Linked DNA regions of Mus musculus: regions 1, 2, 3 and 5 are each linked to region 4. Evidence: chromatin contacts called from public HiCAR-type and HiChIP or PLAC-seq data. All regions are on one chromosome and are shown on one strand. Each heading gives the region's core, a stretch centred on a gene start, on an enhancer-like site or on the middle of the called end of the contact. The rest is flanking DNA. Distances are from core to core; before and after follow the strand shown.

Evidence for each region. HiCAR-type assays count read pairs that join an accessible place to other places. HiChIP or PLAC-seq counts read pairs in DNA pulled down with a chosen protein or histone mark.
Region 1: an H3K27ac HiChIP or PLAC-seq map of regulatory T cell precursor shows a contact between it and region 4, with 20 times the contacts expected there. The contact joins two enhancer-like sites. A contact is called at or near these places in 1 of 39 promoter capture datasets (hippocampal neurons), 1 of 484 Hi-C or Micro-C datasets (bone marrow-derived macrophages) and 3 of 115 datasets of contacts at active chromatin or transcription factors (Th17 cells, embryonic basal ganglia and regulatory T cell precursor).
Region 2: a contact with region 4 is called in a HiCAR-type map of Th17 cells, with 7 times the contacts expected there. The contact joins two enhancer-like sites. A contact is called at or near these places in 9 of 39 promoter capture datasets (the C10 cell line, Sertoli cells, cranial neural crest and 5 more), 2 of 15 datasets of contacts at CTCF or cohesin (the NIH/3T3 cell line and large pre-B cells), 6 of 484 Hi-C or Micro-C datasets (bone marrow-derived macrophages, cerebral cortex, embryonic stem cells and 2 more), 6 of 115 datasets of contacts at active chromatin or transcription factors (Th17 cells, bone marrow-derived macrophages, differentiating embryonic stem cells and 3 more) and 2 of 9 other capture datasets (adipose tissue and macrophages).
Region 3: a contact with region 4 is called in an H3K4me3 HiChIP or PLAC-seq map of the SCID.adh cell line, with 7 times the contacts expected there. The contact joins two enhancer-like sites.
Region 5: a contact with region 4 is called in a HiCAR-type map of Th17 cells, with 7 times the contacts expected there. The contact joins two enhancer-like sites. A contact is called at or near these places in 2 of 39 promoter capture datasets (the HPC-7 cell line and cranial neural crest), 1 of 484 Hi-C or Micro-C datasets (bone marrow-derived macrophages), 4 of 115 datasets of contacts at active chromatin or transcription factors (Th17 cells, embryonic basal ganglia, embryonic stem cells and 1 more) and 1 of 9 other capture datasets (embryonic stem cells).

The regions. Positions count from the first base shown.
Region 1 is chr2:60,773,452-60,776,151 of GRCm38.p6, reverse strand. The region is part of intron 6 of Rbms1 (RNA binding motif, single stranded interacting protein 1); the gene reads left to right. Among named protein-coding and RNA genes, the nearest start is that of Gm33436, 82 kb to the right of the region's middle. Within about 2 kb of position 1,446, at least 53 of the 459 cell types and tissues checked have an H3K27ac peak or open chromatin away from gene starts, as enhancers often do. A contact at or near this core is called in regulatory T cell precursor, where this site is marked.
Region 2 is chr2:60,716,157-60,718,856 of GRCm38.p6, reverse strand. Gm33436 (a long non-coding RNA gene) reads right to left here. Exons shown (of 3, transcript XR_374559.3): 3 at 1,158-1,627. It also overlaps a transcript of Itgb6 not described here. Among named protein-coding and RNA genes, the nearest start is that of Gm33436, 25 kb to the right of the region's middle. Within about 2 kb of position 1,331, at least 44 of the 459 cell types and tissues checked have an H3K27ac peak or open chromatin away from gene starts, as enhancers often do. A contact at or near this core is called in Th17 cells, where this site is marked.
Region 3 is chr2:60,841,859-60,844,558 of GRCm38.p6, reverse strand. Rbms1 (RNA binding motif, single stranded interacting protein 1) reads left to right here. Exons shown (of 14, transcript NM_001141931.1): 2 at 2,087-2,262. Among named protein-coding and RNA genes, the nearest start is that of Rbms1, 38 kb to the left of the region's middle. Within about 2 kb of position 1,303, at least 74 of the 459 cell types and tissues checked have an H3K27ac peak or open chromatin away from gene starts, as enhancers often do. A contact at or near this core is called in the SCID.adh cell line, where this site is marked.
Region 4 is chr2:61,492,822-61,495,521 of GRCm38.p6, reverse strand. No RefSeq gene overlaps it. Among named protein-coding and RNA genes, the nearest start is that of Gm33841, 39 kb to the left of the region's middle. Within about 2 kb of position 1,406, at least 44 of the 459 cell types and tissues checked have an H3K27ac peak or open chromatin away from gene starts, as enhancers often do. A contact at or near this core is called in the SCID.adh cell line, Th17 cells and regulatory T cell precursor, where this site is marked.
Region 5 is chr2:60,809,509-60,812,208 of GRCm38.p6, reverse strand. The region is part of intron 2 of Rbms1 (RNA binding motif, single stranded interacting protein 1); the gene reads left to right. Among named protein-coding and RNA genes, the nearest start is that of Rbms1, 71 kb to the left of the region's middle. Within about 2 kb of position 1,383, at least 192 of the 459 cell types and tissues checked have an H3K27ac peak or open chromatin away from gene starts, as enhancers often do. A contact at or near this core is called in Th17 cells and regulatory T cell precursor, where this site is marked.

The DNA of each region.
Region 1 (2,700 bases), core at 197-2,696, 720 kb after region 4:
CCAGCAGGTGATGTCTCAGAATTAAGACACCACCTCACCTTGCTTGAAAGAGAGGCACTGATGCTGTTAGAGTAGAAGAAGAGAGGGGCTCCTGCTGCCTGCTGCTGTGTTACATCCTTCCCCCAATGTACTGGCAGACTTCTTGCTCGGCAGGCCTAAGACCCGCTTTCTGCTACTGGGTCTGGAGTTGGCAAGCCTGTGCCAGCCACCAAGTCTGACTCCTTACAGCATCATTGTCTGCCTCTGCATGCCCATACCCTGCAGATCTACTCATGCTTGTGTAGAAGTCTGGAGATGGGTCCTTTCATGGTGTCCTCCAGCCCTCTGCTCACTAGTATCTTCAGTAACTCAGCTGCATCAACAAGAATTAACTCAAACGCTCCTGTGGGGAACAGTCAGGTCCTGGAGCTCACCCGGAACCATGATGGCCCCTGTAATAAACAAACATGCAGGAACCCAGAAGAAGAGAGTATGCCATTGGCCAAACGCATCTTCACCCCCACAGTCTCTCCAGCACCTTTCATATGCAATAAAGTAAAATAAAATTAAAATTAAAAAAAAAAGGTATTGCAGTAGTAAGTAGATCCTGTGGATTGAACCTGAGGAACATAAAAGACTGGTCAGGCCCCACCTCTGAATGGCATACACCTACCCTAGCTTGTCACATAGAACACAGCCGGAAAGCACTGAAGTATGTTGATGTTAGATTGGCTCCATCCTGGAGTCCCGGGCTTAGGTGGCTGCTCTGAGGTTTTCATGGGTAATGGCGTTGGGTATTTATTCTCCCAGAGCTCCCGGGTTCCATCGTCAATAGTATGACTGATGAAGATGATTAGAAAATCATTTTACTTTTCTGTACCCAGTTCCATTTTTTTTCATAAAGGAACTCATGTGTATGTCTGTATAGAACCATGGGCCACACTTGGTCTTGTAACATTAAATCCTGACAGCACATCACTTTTACAGCTGCTACTAAAGGTGAACTGCACATAGGTACACACTTGGAACTTAAAATCTAAGACCTGCATGCACAGTGCCTTCAGAAAAACTCAGCCTGGCGGAAGAGCTTCCTTTAACTCCCTGACTTAGTTATAGTTAGCTAGTTAGCTAGTTAGCTAGTTAGTTAGTTAGTTTGTTTGTTTTTCCATCAACAACACTTAGATGAAAGGAAAACGTTTTAACCTCAAACTAGTAGACGCCTGCCCTGTGAGTTTAGCTCAGTGCCAGTTTGAGTCCCCTCTCTGCATGCTCAGGACACCAGCCACACACAGCTTGTGACCTCCTTTGGTTCGTTCTTCATGCAGCAGCAAGACTGGTTGAAAAAGGGAAAGGACCCAGCACCATTGTTATAGCCCCAGATAAAATCTCCCAGCTCCTCTGTGAAGGAGACCTCAGACTTATCAGACTTATCACAGACCGACTGAACAGTTTCCTTTGTTCTTTGAAGGACTTTGTGGTTGGGTCCTTAAACTGTTTCCTTTGAGGTGGGTTTACAGACTGCTGGCCACACCCATTCAAGAAAAACCCCTGGTTTCCAAACCACGTGTGGATGATTGTAAGAGCCTGGGCAGCCCTGCAGCTGCTAGAGAAGAGTTTCTTCCATGTTGTACCAGGGGACAAATGAGTACAAGAGACATGAGTCCCATCTATATTGCAGGCCTGGCTGCAGAGGCCTTATCCGGCAGCTGAGGCTGTGTTCCCATCCAGTCCTTAATGCCACTTCATTTCTAAATTCTTTCAATTCTAATTTCTCTCATTTCTGTGCACTGATCTGGGTTCGGGACTAGGTTGCAAGTTGTGTGGGGGCAGGAGCATTGGCTTGTGACTTTTGTATGCCACCCTGTCCCTGCAGGGCTCACTGAGTGCTGTCTCTGAGCTTTTGACCTGAATGCTCATCTCAGTACTCAGAGCTGCTCGGAGGCCTGTGACGTATGAATGAGGTTGAATTGCCTCCGGGCTCAGTGTGGGATTTGGAAGCACACTCTTGTAGTAAACTCAGCCTTTCCCCCAAACAAGTCCCCAGCACATGTTGGAACCCATGAGGAATCTGAAAGTTTTCTGCTTCTCTGAACTTGGTACTTCCGTACCCATAGTGAGAGGAGCTTTGAATGCTAGCCAGTGTCTCAGGGATAGATCTCGCTTCATCTGGGGAGAGCTTGAGATTATCGATCAGATTGGGTAGAAAATAAAATGATGGGGGTGAGCAGGTTACATCGAGTGTGCCTTCCTGAATGGTTAACTACCATGGGCTCCTTGCTAGGTAGACATAACATCTTATAGACACAGCCAGAGGATGGCCTATTTGACGATGCCTTGTTTAGCTAGCATAAGCAGAATTACCCAGTATGGTTCCTGTCAGAGTACTTGGATTCTTGCACAGTTGGCAGTTTGCCTATGACACTGGAGCCAAGTTCAGAAAAGAAAGGCACTTTAGCCAGGCTCACATCCCAATACAGCTTTTGCCCTGGTGTGCTAGAGTCCTCAAAGGATCTGCTGGTGTTGGGTCATTGACGGAACCTGTTAGCATCCAAGTCACAACCATTAAAAAGGAAAACGAAAAGAAATGTGGTAAAGCCCCCAAAGATAAGTTTTAGAAATAAAAGGAACAGTGTAGTCTTCTTAGCTGTAACTCATGTATACTAGCTTCTAGAAGGCTAAAGGGCGGAGGTCCAAATGGGCATGGTGGTGCATGCCTTGGAG
Region 2 (2,700 bases), core at 82-2,581, 780 kb after region 4:
AGCTGCAAGCCTCCGGTTTTATTTTTCAGATCCCTGCCAGTTTGTACCAGTCTGCTAGAATCCCTTTGTCACATGGTCCAAAGCAGAACTAAGGAGTAGAGATAGGAAGAGTCCAAAGAGGCTGCTGTGTACAAAGGCATGGGTTGGGGGCCATTTCTCAATCTACTGCAGAGACCATCTCAGGGCTGTCTTTCTGAAGCCTACGTGTAAGTCTGAGGAGGCCCCTGCCTTCAACAACCACCACCACAAACCATGACACTTCATGTAAGTCTGACCAGACACTGGAGAGAGGGCTCTGTCTGTCCTAATGAAGGCCAACCAGTCCCTGCCCGGCTTTCTGGGGACAGACAGATAACAAACACTCCTGTAGTAACCGATGAGCCTCCCAGAGCTTACGGGAATGGAAAGACAAGATGACTCCAAAGATATCTAAGGAAGAGAAACTTCGACATGCCCTATGAGGTACAGGCAAACATACTGTTGCAGAAAGTATTGGAGATGTAGGACATTATTGGGCTCCATTCTTACACAGCAACAAGGCAGTGTGGTCCACATGAGCTCCCTCCCCCTAGCCACATGCCCTCCAATTGAATGCAGTCCCCCCTTGATTCCTTCTGGTATGTTCGATTACCTCAACTACCTTTTAGAACTAGAAGCAGGTGTTGGTTACCATTTGTCCGGCTCTGAACCCACTGTGAAGAACTGGGGACAATATGCTAGTCTCCACTGAAAATGAGAAAGCTAGAGACACATTAGCAGGCTCTGAGCCACTGAAGGAAAGGATATTCATATGTGAGAAATATATGTGGAGAATGAGTCTGAGTAGGGGGAAAAAAGTACCTTAGAGATGCTATTAAATAATAGCTTTATCCACTATCCATCTGTCCATTCACTTCCTCCTTCCTAGCTTCCTTCCTTCACATTGCCTACCCAGACCCCATAGTCATTTGAGGTTTTCACTCTTGATGCATGAATATGTATTTCCCAAGCAAAGTCTTGAATAACCTGAAAGGTCTTTCTTCTTGTCACTCTCTGCACTCTGGGCAAAGTGGAGAGGGTTAAATATCCGACTGATGAACTGGAAGCTTGGCTCCGGGTTCTGAAAGGGAAGGGGAACCCCTTCTTCATTTTGCCTGAGCCAAATGGCCAATTCACAGCCTACTCGCTGCACTTTAACCAGCGACAGCTGGAGCTTGCGGCTTGCATCCCGCCTTCTCATCCTTAGTCCATCTGTAAGGGCAGGAAACAGAAGGGCACCACACGCAACAGTCACACACACTCATCAAAGACAAGCCACTGACACAGAAACTGAACAAGAAAAGGCTTTCCGGGCTGGCGGTGGGAGTCACCGTCAAGCGCATGCTCAGTAGCCACCCGCAGCCTCTGCCTTAGTCTTTGAGAGTGAGGACGGAGAAACAAGTCTCCTTCGGTTTCTCAACAAATGGCTTACTTCAGGAAGCAAGTTAGTGGTGCGTCAGTCAGTGACCAGCCCAGCTGTAGTGATGTTGGTATGTCATGCTAGGGATTCTATCCATATCCCCGGCTGGCTCTTCTCCATTCCTTTGTGGAAGACTGGAGTCAGACATCTGCAGGAGCATCCGTTGACTGCTTCAAGGGGAGCTGCAGTCTGGAAGAAATTTCAGGGTTCAGGGCTCAAGTCTAGGAGGAAAGGTCAATTTTGCTATTTAGAACCAGGGCATTCTGCCTAACTTAACTGTGGGGCAAAGCTTCAAATAGACTTGGGATTAGAAATTTGGGCATCTAATTCAGACTTGTATGTCAGGGAGGCTTACCCCAGGGTCTCAGCTCCGACCTCTGAACATCCTCTAATTCTGAGAGGCAATTTTAGTAACGATCCAGTGTACGGATTGTAATTGTACCCACTGTAGTGTCCTTTTCCCCTCCTGAGAACAATTACTTATGACTCCAAAAGGAACTATCACAGGGGCCTTCTGACCAAAGGATATTGTGAAAAAAGCTGCATCTGTGGGCTGGGTCCAGGTCTAGGTCCTACCTTTTAATGACTGTGTGAAACTAGGCAAGTACCTTGACCTATGGGGCCCTTTCCTTCTTTTTCTCAAATTAAGGAAAGTTATTCATTAAGAAAAAAGGTGCAAATCTCTTGTAAGATATTAACAGGGCTGAGGGCTAAAGAGATGGCTCAGCAGTTAATAGCACACAGTTACTGCTCTGCCAGAGAACCCAAGGTCCCTAGTGCCCACATGAGATGGTTCACAAGTGCCTATAACTCTACTTCCAGGGGATTTGACCCCCCTCTGGCCTGTCCAGAATATGCATGCACATCATGTGTTTAAATTAACACAGGCATATATGCATAAATAGAAATAAGAAATTAATTTCAAATGGCTGAATTAGATATGGGGCTCTAGCCTGTGGCTCATTGCTCTAACAGAATAGCTGGAGGCAAGCAATCTATAAAGGAAAGAAGTTGATTTTGACTCCTACTTCTGGAAGTCCAAACAGATGCTGTGGATATCTGTTTAGCTTCTTGTGAGGCTCTCACGATGTTCCAAACATGTCACTTAAACTGACACAAGGCGGGGAAGGTAGGGCACAGACAGCATCACCACCGACTTTGCAACTGCCTACCCAAGATGACTGGTGAATTCTTAGGACCCACTTTAATCCCTTCGAGACAGTAGTGCCCTGTGACCTGACCACCTCTCTTTAAGGCCCCCA
Region 3 (2,700 bases), core at 54-2,553, 650 kb after region 4:
ATGGACCCAACTTGGATTGAAATGCAGTGTTTAGAAAGTCTGTGGTTGGTGTCCCTGCTGTAGTTTTGCAAATAGGTTAGGAGCTGGGAAGGCCCCAAACCGCAGCCCTTTTCTACTACTTCTCCTGATGTCATCCCTGGTGTCACATATAATTATTTTACCTAAGACTCTGCCTGTTAGGCAAATGTTCTACCTCTGACTACAGCCTAGCTCTTCATTCCTGATTTTGTTCAATAGCCAGCATCTTCTATCCTGCCATTCTATCCTTCTATCTATACCAATTGCCTTGTGCTCTGGGATGGTATCTTGGGCACTGATTACATGACATTTAAGAGAACATGTGGTCTTACCTACTTCTGTCTATGGTTACCATTTCTTTGACAGTCAGAGGCTTGGTAGATGGGGGCTAATGAGTGTACCTGTCTAGATCTCAGTTTAACTATGAGAAGAAAAGAGAATGGATACATGGAGATACTGAGACTTGAGTAAAGAAGAACAGAGTTTTGTGTGACATCTGTGGCATAACAGGAGACAGGGCCAGGTGGTTTTATACCTAGAAACCAGTGCCTATAGTCCATAGATTATAGACACAGCATGTGAATTTACTTGCCCCTGAAAGCTATAAAGCATGGGTTGGAAGGATAGAATCTCAGGCAGGGCAGTTTGGGTTTTAGATTAAGCAATAACAATATTCCTAACTCAAGTTCAGCTCTTATGAAGTAGAATTTCCTCATCCTTTGATCAGTTTTTCCAAGTACTCTCCTTCTGAAAGAGTCTCTTTAGATGAAGTAGTATTTGAGTGACAACGTAGCAGGGACCCTGAACGGAGAGGGACGAAGGTAAAGGACCAGAAGAAAGAGTTACTGAGTTCTCAGCTTGTTAAGATGTTGTGGAATTAGCATGTTCATGGCAGAAGCTAGGCACAGACCATGATGTCTACAGTGGGCATCTGAAATTGCTGGCAAGATACATGAGAGTTGTATATGTTGACTGTTCACATTTTCTGCTGTGGAGTTTAATTTTTCTTCCATATGCCTTATGGAATACATTTTTGTCTGTAGTAGTAAATGTCTGACATCAATATTTGAAATCTTTGTTGCATGTCTGGCAAGTATTTAGGTTTTTGTATGTTCAAACTGTTGTGTAACTGCTATTCTTGGCTTAATATATTTACTACTTAATATATTTCATATTTATAGAAAATATGAAGGAGACTACTTCCTGCTCCTGCGGCACATTGGCTGTGAGGACAGTTTGGGTCCACCTCACTGTCATTGGGCTGAGCCCTTTAACTTCCTCAAAAGTCTTGTGTGGGGCCTAGGGTCAGAGAGCTGTGGTTTCCCTCCACCAGCTCGCGCTCAGAGCAGCAGTATCTGGTGTGCATACTTCAGACACTCTTCCTAGGTGGCTGCTGACTGGAGAGCCAAGCCTGAGAAACCCTTAGCTGCAGGCTTTACAAGATGCCCTCTTGGGAAGGTTTCCAACTGCCACAGCTTTCTCACAGGGGTTAAATTTCACAAGGTCAGCCAGAGTGAAGCATCGTGCAGTGAATCTCATCCAGATGTCTCCATGAAGCCACAGATCTAGCTTAGAAGTGAGAGGCTCTGGGTGAAGCTCTAACTTTCTGACATTTTAAGAGTAGTCTCCTTTTAAAGAGTACTTTAAATAATCAGCTACTTTCAATCAAATAGTCTTCAGAATCTGAAGGCTTTTCAAAAGCCTGGTGATTTCTAAACTAGTGTATATTAAGATGACAACAGTATCATGTGACCTCATGCAAGTTAATTTTGAGCCTCAGGAGATGTGTTCCTTAAAATGTCTGAATAAATTGATTATCCATAAATTCATCCACATTTCAGATATTGATGAGTAAAATTCTTTTATTTCATATTGAGAGTTTTTTGAGTTGTTTGTCTAAAGATGAATAGATATTTTTTCACCTGTAAGTTAAATTTTAGATCACAGTAGCTGAGGATAATCTGTGTTTAATTTTGCTGTCTTTATTCTATTTGGTAGCTCACATAGCCTCTGAGTGGTGCTTGATCCCTTACTTTTGCTCTGACACTCCCTGGTTTTTGTTTTGCAGCAGTCTCTGGTCCCAGCACACCCCATGGCCCCACCCAGTCCCAGCACCACCAGCAGTAATAACAACAGTAGCAGCAGTAGCAACTCAGGATGGGATCAGCTGAGCAAGACAAACCTCTACATCCGAGGCCTGCCCCCCAATACCACTGATCAAGACCTGGTGAAGCTCTGCCAACCGTGAGTATAATTGCTTTGCCTTAGCTGCCAAGACTTCCTTGATCATAGCCAAAGAGAATGTAGGTTATGTTAAAGGAGAGGTGCATAAAATAAATATATATGAAAATATCTAAGACCCTACACGTGCAACTCTTGGTCACTTTCTTAGTATTCACACGTGCTAGTAGAATGCCAACATACAAGTAAAATTTGCATTTTCTTAATTTGGCATTTGAGAAATAAAATATGAAATTAAGAAAAATTGATGGCTAGATCTTTTTTAAGAGTACTCATCTTTCATAGAAGCCTGATAGGAGCTAGTCAATCCCATAGGAGAAACCAGCTGACATTATTTGTCAGAAACATAATTATCAAGCTAAGCTCGTCTTGAGTGTGTGTAAGTTCTTGGTTCCTGCTGGGATGGTGTCCCTCTGGTTTCACAAGCATCAGGATCTCCAT
Region 4 (2,700 bases), core at 157-2,656:
TTATGGAGCTAGAGAGGTGGCTTACTGGTCATGAGCCCTGGCTGCACTTCCAGAGGTCCTGGGTTCAATTCCCAGCGTCCACATGACCTCTCACAACGACCTGTAACTTCAGTTCCAGGGGATCCGATGCCCTCTCTGGCCCCCTTGAGTAGCAGACAGGATCGTGGTGCACAGATATCATGTAGGCAAAACATTTGTACACATAAAATAAAAATCAATAAACCTTAAAAAATATTTTTGCCTTGCCGGATTCTGTGCATCACACTGATAAATGTATTAACTTTGGGGGGGGGGTATCTTTAAAAAGTTTCTTTATAGTAAAAGCTTGTATAAAGACATGTTATTCTTTCAACCACTGTAGCTATAAAATGGTACAATACACGCAACAGTCCATTCTTTCTCCTTGGATGGTTTGTCTGGGAGACGATCACTACTTATTATTTTTTTAAACCGAGAGTTGACTGATTATATCCTTTGCAACACCAAGCTGGTCCTCTTTTTCTTCATGATTTCTAGAAATCTCTAATAGGAAGTTGCAATGTCTATTCTAAATGGATATGAATGATTTTAAAATTGAAAACTTAAACATAAAATTTTATTTTTAATCTTCTAGAAGGATAAGTTGACTTTCATGAAAAATTATTGCTTAATATAATTCATTACACTTAATCACACACGATTTAATATCTCATATTATGAACCGGAAGAAGGTTATGTTCAGAGACTAGCAAGGTACCTTGCCACTTAGGACTTCAACATGTTTATCTACATGTTGATTCATTTTTTTATGTTTAGAATTTCTTTGAATAAGCACTCAGAAATGCAAGATTTCAATTCTTGTCTGGCGTTCAAAGGCCAAGAAGATTTTTACTGGTCTAAGTGCAGGAAGCTGTTGGCTACCTTCCTTCTATTCCAGAGGAAACTAGACCTGCAGTACTGAGAAGCCACCACAAGAGGGGGCATGTCTCCTGGAAATGTGAGGATTTCGACTGGTTTTCAGACTAAGGCTGCCGGCATTTTGGAGGTGTTCTCCTAGGTCAGCAATGAACACTGTATGTGTAAAGAGAGGGCAATGATTATGCGTCAGTCATTGTTTACCTCGGAGAAAAACCAGCACTTTGCTGCTTGGCATTTTGCAGTCAGGCTGAGAACAGGCCAGCCAGGATGAAGGGAGACCACAGCATCACTCAGCCCATCTTTGCTGGCTCGATTGCAAATGTGGTAGCCAGAGAAAACCAAAACATCAAAAATGACTAAGAGGGGGATTAGAGGTGCATCTCTTCTATGTTTGAAAATGTCAGAATGAGGCTTCATTTGCATGTCGAATAGCATATTCCTGTTTGAACCCTGTCTGCCTCGCTGAAGATACCACGCAGGCTGGCAAGGTGCCCCTTTGCAAAGGGCTTGCACAGTCCCTACATTAGGCAGGAAACCAACCACTTTGCTTTGGTGTCAGCACAGCTGTTAGCGCCTTCACCTCAACATCTGGCAGCGGTTGGCTAACAGGAGGCTTGTCTTTTGTTGGGACAAACTGCTCCTTAGCTTGAGTGATAGTACTGGAAAATCCATGCAGGACAAATGGAATCTGAGGCTGGCCTTTATAATTCTCAGATGGTAAAGAAACACCACAACTGCTCAGTTGCTGAATGAGAATCCAAAGTGTTCGTAGAGAAATTGGCTCTGTAACAACCACACGCGATGTCATAGCGCTTGCAAGAGGAGGCAGAAGGATTAGGAATTCAAGGTCATTCAACTATGTAGCAGTTTCAAGAGAAGCCTAGGCAAGCCTCTGTCTCAAAAATAAAATAAAATATATTTGCTCAATTAGAGAAACAGAAACACATTGTTCTGTGTGTGCTGAAAGTGGGTTCTAGCTTATTCTTGTGGATAGGCACGACGCGAATGCTTTGTCCAGGCCGTCAGAGCAAGCTGCCCTGTCTCATGCTGAAAGAGGCCATTTGTCAACAACACAGTGCCTGAGCCAGATGAACACCCTCGGTGACCATGTGTCTCATCATGTTATGATTTTTTCAAGAAGAAAATAGCCAGAAAATAACAACAACAACAACAAATACCAACCCTTCTCCAGATCAAAAGAACAGAATTAGGAAATTTAGGGACTTGAGTGGAATTTTGGTAAGAGACACAGTTCACGTCCGTGGGAACCGCCAACTATATTTTCCCATTTCACTATTATAATGAACATTTTCAGGTGATTGATAACACAGGAATCTCATTTATGCTTCGGGCTATTTTGAGTGTTTTTTTTTAAATTAGTTAATTAATTAATTAGCTAATTTTGTGCATGCTCGCATGCCCTGGCATGCCTGTGGAAGTCAGAGAACAAACATATTTTTAACCAATTCTCTCCTAACACCTTGTGAGTCCTGGGAATCAGAAAGGGGCTGTCAAGTTTGGCGCAGTTGCCTTTACATGCGGAGCCATCTCACAAGCCCAATTTTGAGTCCTTACACTATAGGGCTGAGTTATACTCAGAGAGTGAGCTGCATGTCATGTGGATTCTGTAAAACCACATGTGGAGAAGACACTTCAACAAACTAGTCTCTGCTCTTCCCTCGATTTTTTTTTCTTTTTTTCTCTTCTCTCTCTCTCTTTTTTTTTTCTCAGAATGTCTCACACAACAGCCAAATATACCTCTGCAAAAACAGAATATAAGTGCTAGTTCTGTGAACTCTCTCC
Region 5 (2,700 bases), core at 134-2,633, 680 kb after region 4:
GCAGGCACTGACCTGTTGGAAGGTCTCAGGCTGGCCTGGTGGGCCTGGTCAGGTGAAAGAAAGCAGTGTTTTGATAAGCTGAGCTCCCAACCACCAAGTAGTAAGGAAGATACTTGATTTTTGTCTAGGACTGTATTTTGTATTCTACTGCAGTTCTAAGACAAATGCCATATTCCTTATAGGAGAGAGTTGTGGTATCATGATTAGAATGAAGATTATATGTAATTTGTATTATCCAAATGAGCAGAAAGCCAGCCCACCTTGGGGCTGTGGAGATGGCTCAGGGGTGCTAGGGAAATCAAGTGCTTGCCTTGCAAGCTTAAGGACCTGAATTTGGTCCCCAGTACATATGTGAAGATGCAAGGATGTAGCAATGCCCTTGTAATGCCATTGCCTCAGAGACAAGTATAGGAGGAGCCCTGAAGCTCAGTGGTCAGCCAGTCTAGCCTAATTGGTGAGTTCAAGGCCAGTGTGTGACCTTGTCTCTAAGAACATGTTCCTGAAGGTGACACCGAGGTTGTTCTCCAACCTCCACTGCACACTTATCCACACACACGAACATGTATACACAGACATGTATATCTACACAAAAACATGTATACACACAGACACAACTTTCAAAACGAAAGTCTACCTACCATAGTTGACTCTCAATTACACCATTACCCAGCAGTATCTGGGGTTGGGTCTACAAACAGTAGTTTCACCTCCATCTGAATTGTTTCGTAGCCAGTCCCCTCCAGAGAAGGCACACTTGAACTTTAAAGGGCAAGTAGTTTACACTTGAAAATAACTGTTAGTGTGTGTGTGTGTGTGTGTGTGTGTGTGTGTGTATATATATATATATATATATATATATATACGTATATATATATATATATGCGTGCATACAGTGTCTGTATAGCTGTCCTGTGTGACAGTCTTACTGTGTTCATTGATGTCATTCCCCATTCATATGGTGTCATGCTTTCAAATTTCCTTGTAACACTAGTATTTCGGATGTCTTTTGAGTAGTAGTCATTCCAGGTTCTAAGGATCCATGAAATACTTCTCTCACATTTAAGACACATTTTACTTTAATTTAAATTGTCTTTCACTCTAGTTGTGTGTGTGTGTGTGTGTGTGTGTGTGTGTGTGTGTGTGTGTGTGTGTGTGAGTGATTGAGTTGGAATGTGTACACACTTACACCATGACTCATCAGCAGACAACTTCTTGGGATCAATTCTTGCCTGTCACCCTTCTGTGGGTTCCAGGAATCATACTCTTCTTCATCAGGCTGCAGGCAGGGCCAGCCTCCTTCACCTACTGAGCTGTCTTGCTGGGCTCAGTCTTTTAAGCATAAAGTTTAAACAAAGCAGCTAAGGAAGCAGGAAGCCAAGGAGCTGCCTCTCTGCTGCCTCAGCAGGGTGGAGACAGGAAGTGTGTGGAGACACCATTGCTGACCCACCCCAGCCTGGCCTGCAGGGACAGGGAAGTGTCAAGCCTTCCTGGCTGCTGCCTGGATTCTCACATGTGAATTCTTTTGTTTATGGTCTGCTCAGTTCATAGACTATTCTACAGAACTTTACTGAGTTTTTTTGTTTTGTTTTGTTTTAATTTAAAGGTAAGAATTACACAAATCCCATCAAGTGTGCTTTTTTAAAGTTATTTTGAGCTTCCTTTTCCCCTTGGTTATCTATAGAAATAACCCTTGTTGTTACTGACATGAATCCTGTTGATTACTCTTGGTCCACTTGCAAAGCAAGAGTGCCCAGCTCCTGCTCTCCAACACAGAATAGTTTTAGGCTTTTATTTTTTTTTAACTTTTTTTTTATTTAACTATTAGTAAGGTAAACAAAACTAGGGCTTTTTGGATAGTTTTTCAGGTAGAGTTAAAGTTTTTTTGTGATGTTAGAAAAGAATCCGAGGCCGGCCGGTGTGAACGTTCAAGGATGAAAAGCCAGAATCACAGAATAAATTTAGCTCTTGGGAAATTTCTTACACTTACTTTTTTGGTCACCACTGGTGCCCTGCAGTGACCATGTAACCCCTCTTAAGTCAGTTTGTAAAGAACCTTACCCAGGCAGTCTCGTAGCGCATCCTCAGAGCTCTGCCAACACATTCCCCACTGCTTCCCATGGAAAACGGCCTGCCTACAGTCTCCTCTCCCGGGTCAGTACCTGCAAGGCCTTCATCTGTGGCTTCCTCTAGGATAAGGCTCTAGACCATGGTACGCGATGCTTACTCCCTTCAAGTGCTGTGGCTCATGCTATGAGAATGCAAGTCTCATGGAGGAATGGCGTTATGGCAGAACAGCTCTCAGCTCTAGTGGCAGGAGCAGAAGGCTGCTCCCTGACAGCCTAGCAGGCCAGGAAGCAGAGAGTAGATATGAAGTAGGCCAGACTACAGGATGTAAAGGTCACCCTACTGACTCACTTCCTCCAGAGGGCCTTTGCTCCCTGAAGGTTCTTCAACCTCCTGTAAGAGCACCACCAGCTGGGGTCCAAGTCTTTAAACACAGAGCCCAAGGAGGGCATTTCACATTGAAACCACAGCCAGGTTAGTGGCAGTGTTCAGAATAATTCTATTCAGACAGGAAGCACTTCATCAACACAGGCTGTGGGTACTTCTCCACGATTTTCTTCTGACTGTTGAGACTCTCTGTGTGTGCAGACGTAAACAAAGGGTCAAAGGGTGCAAGTCTAGGACAGAGCCGTGCAG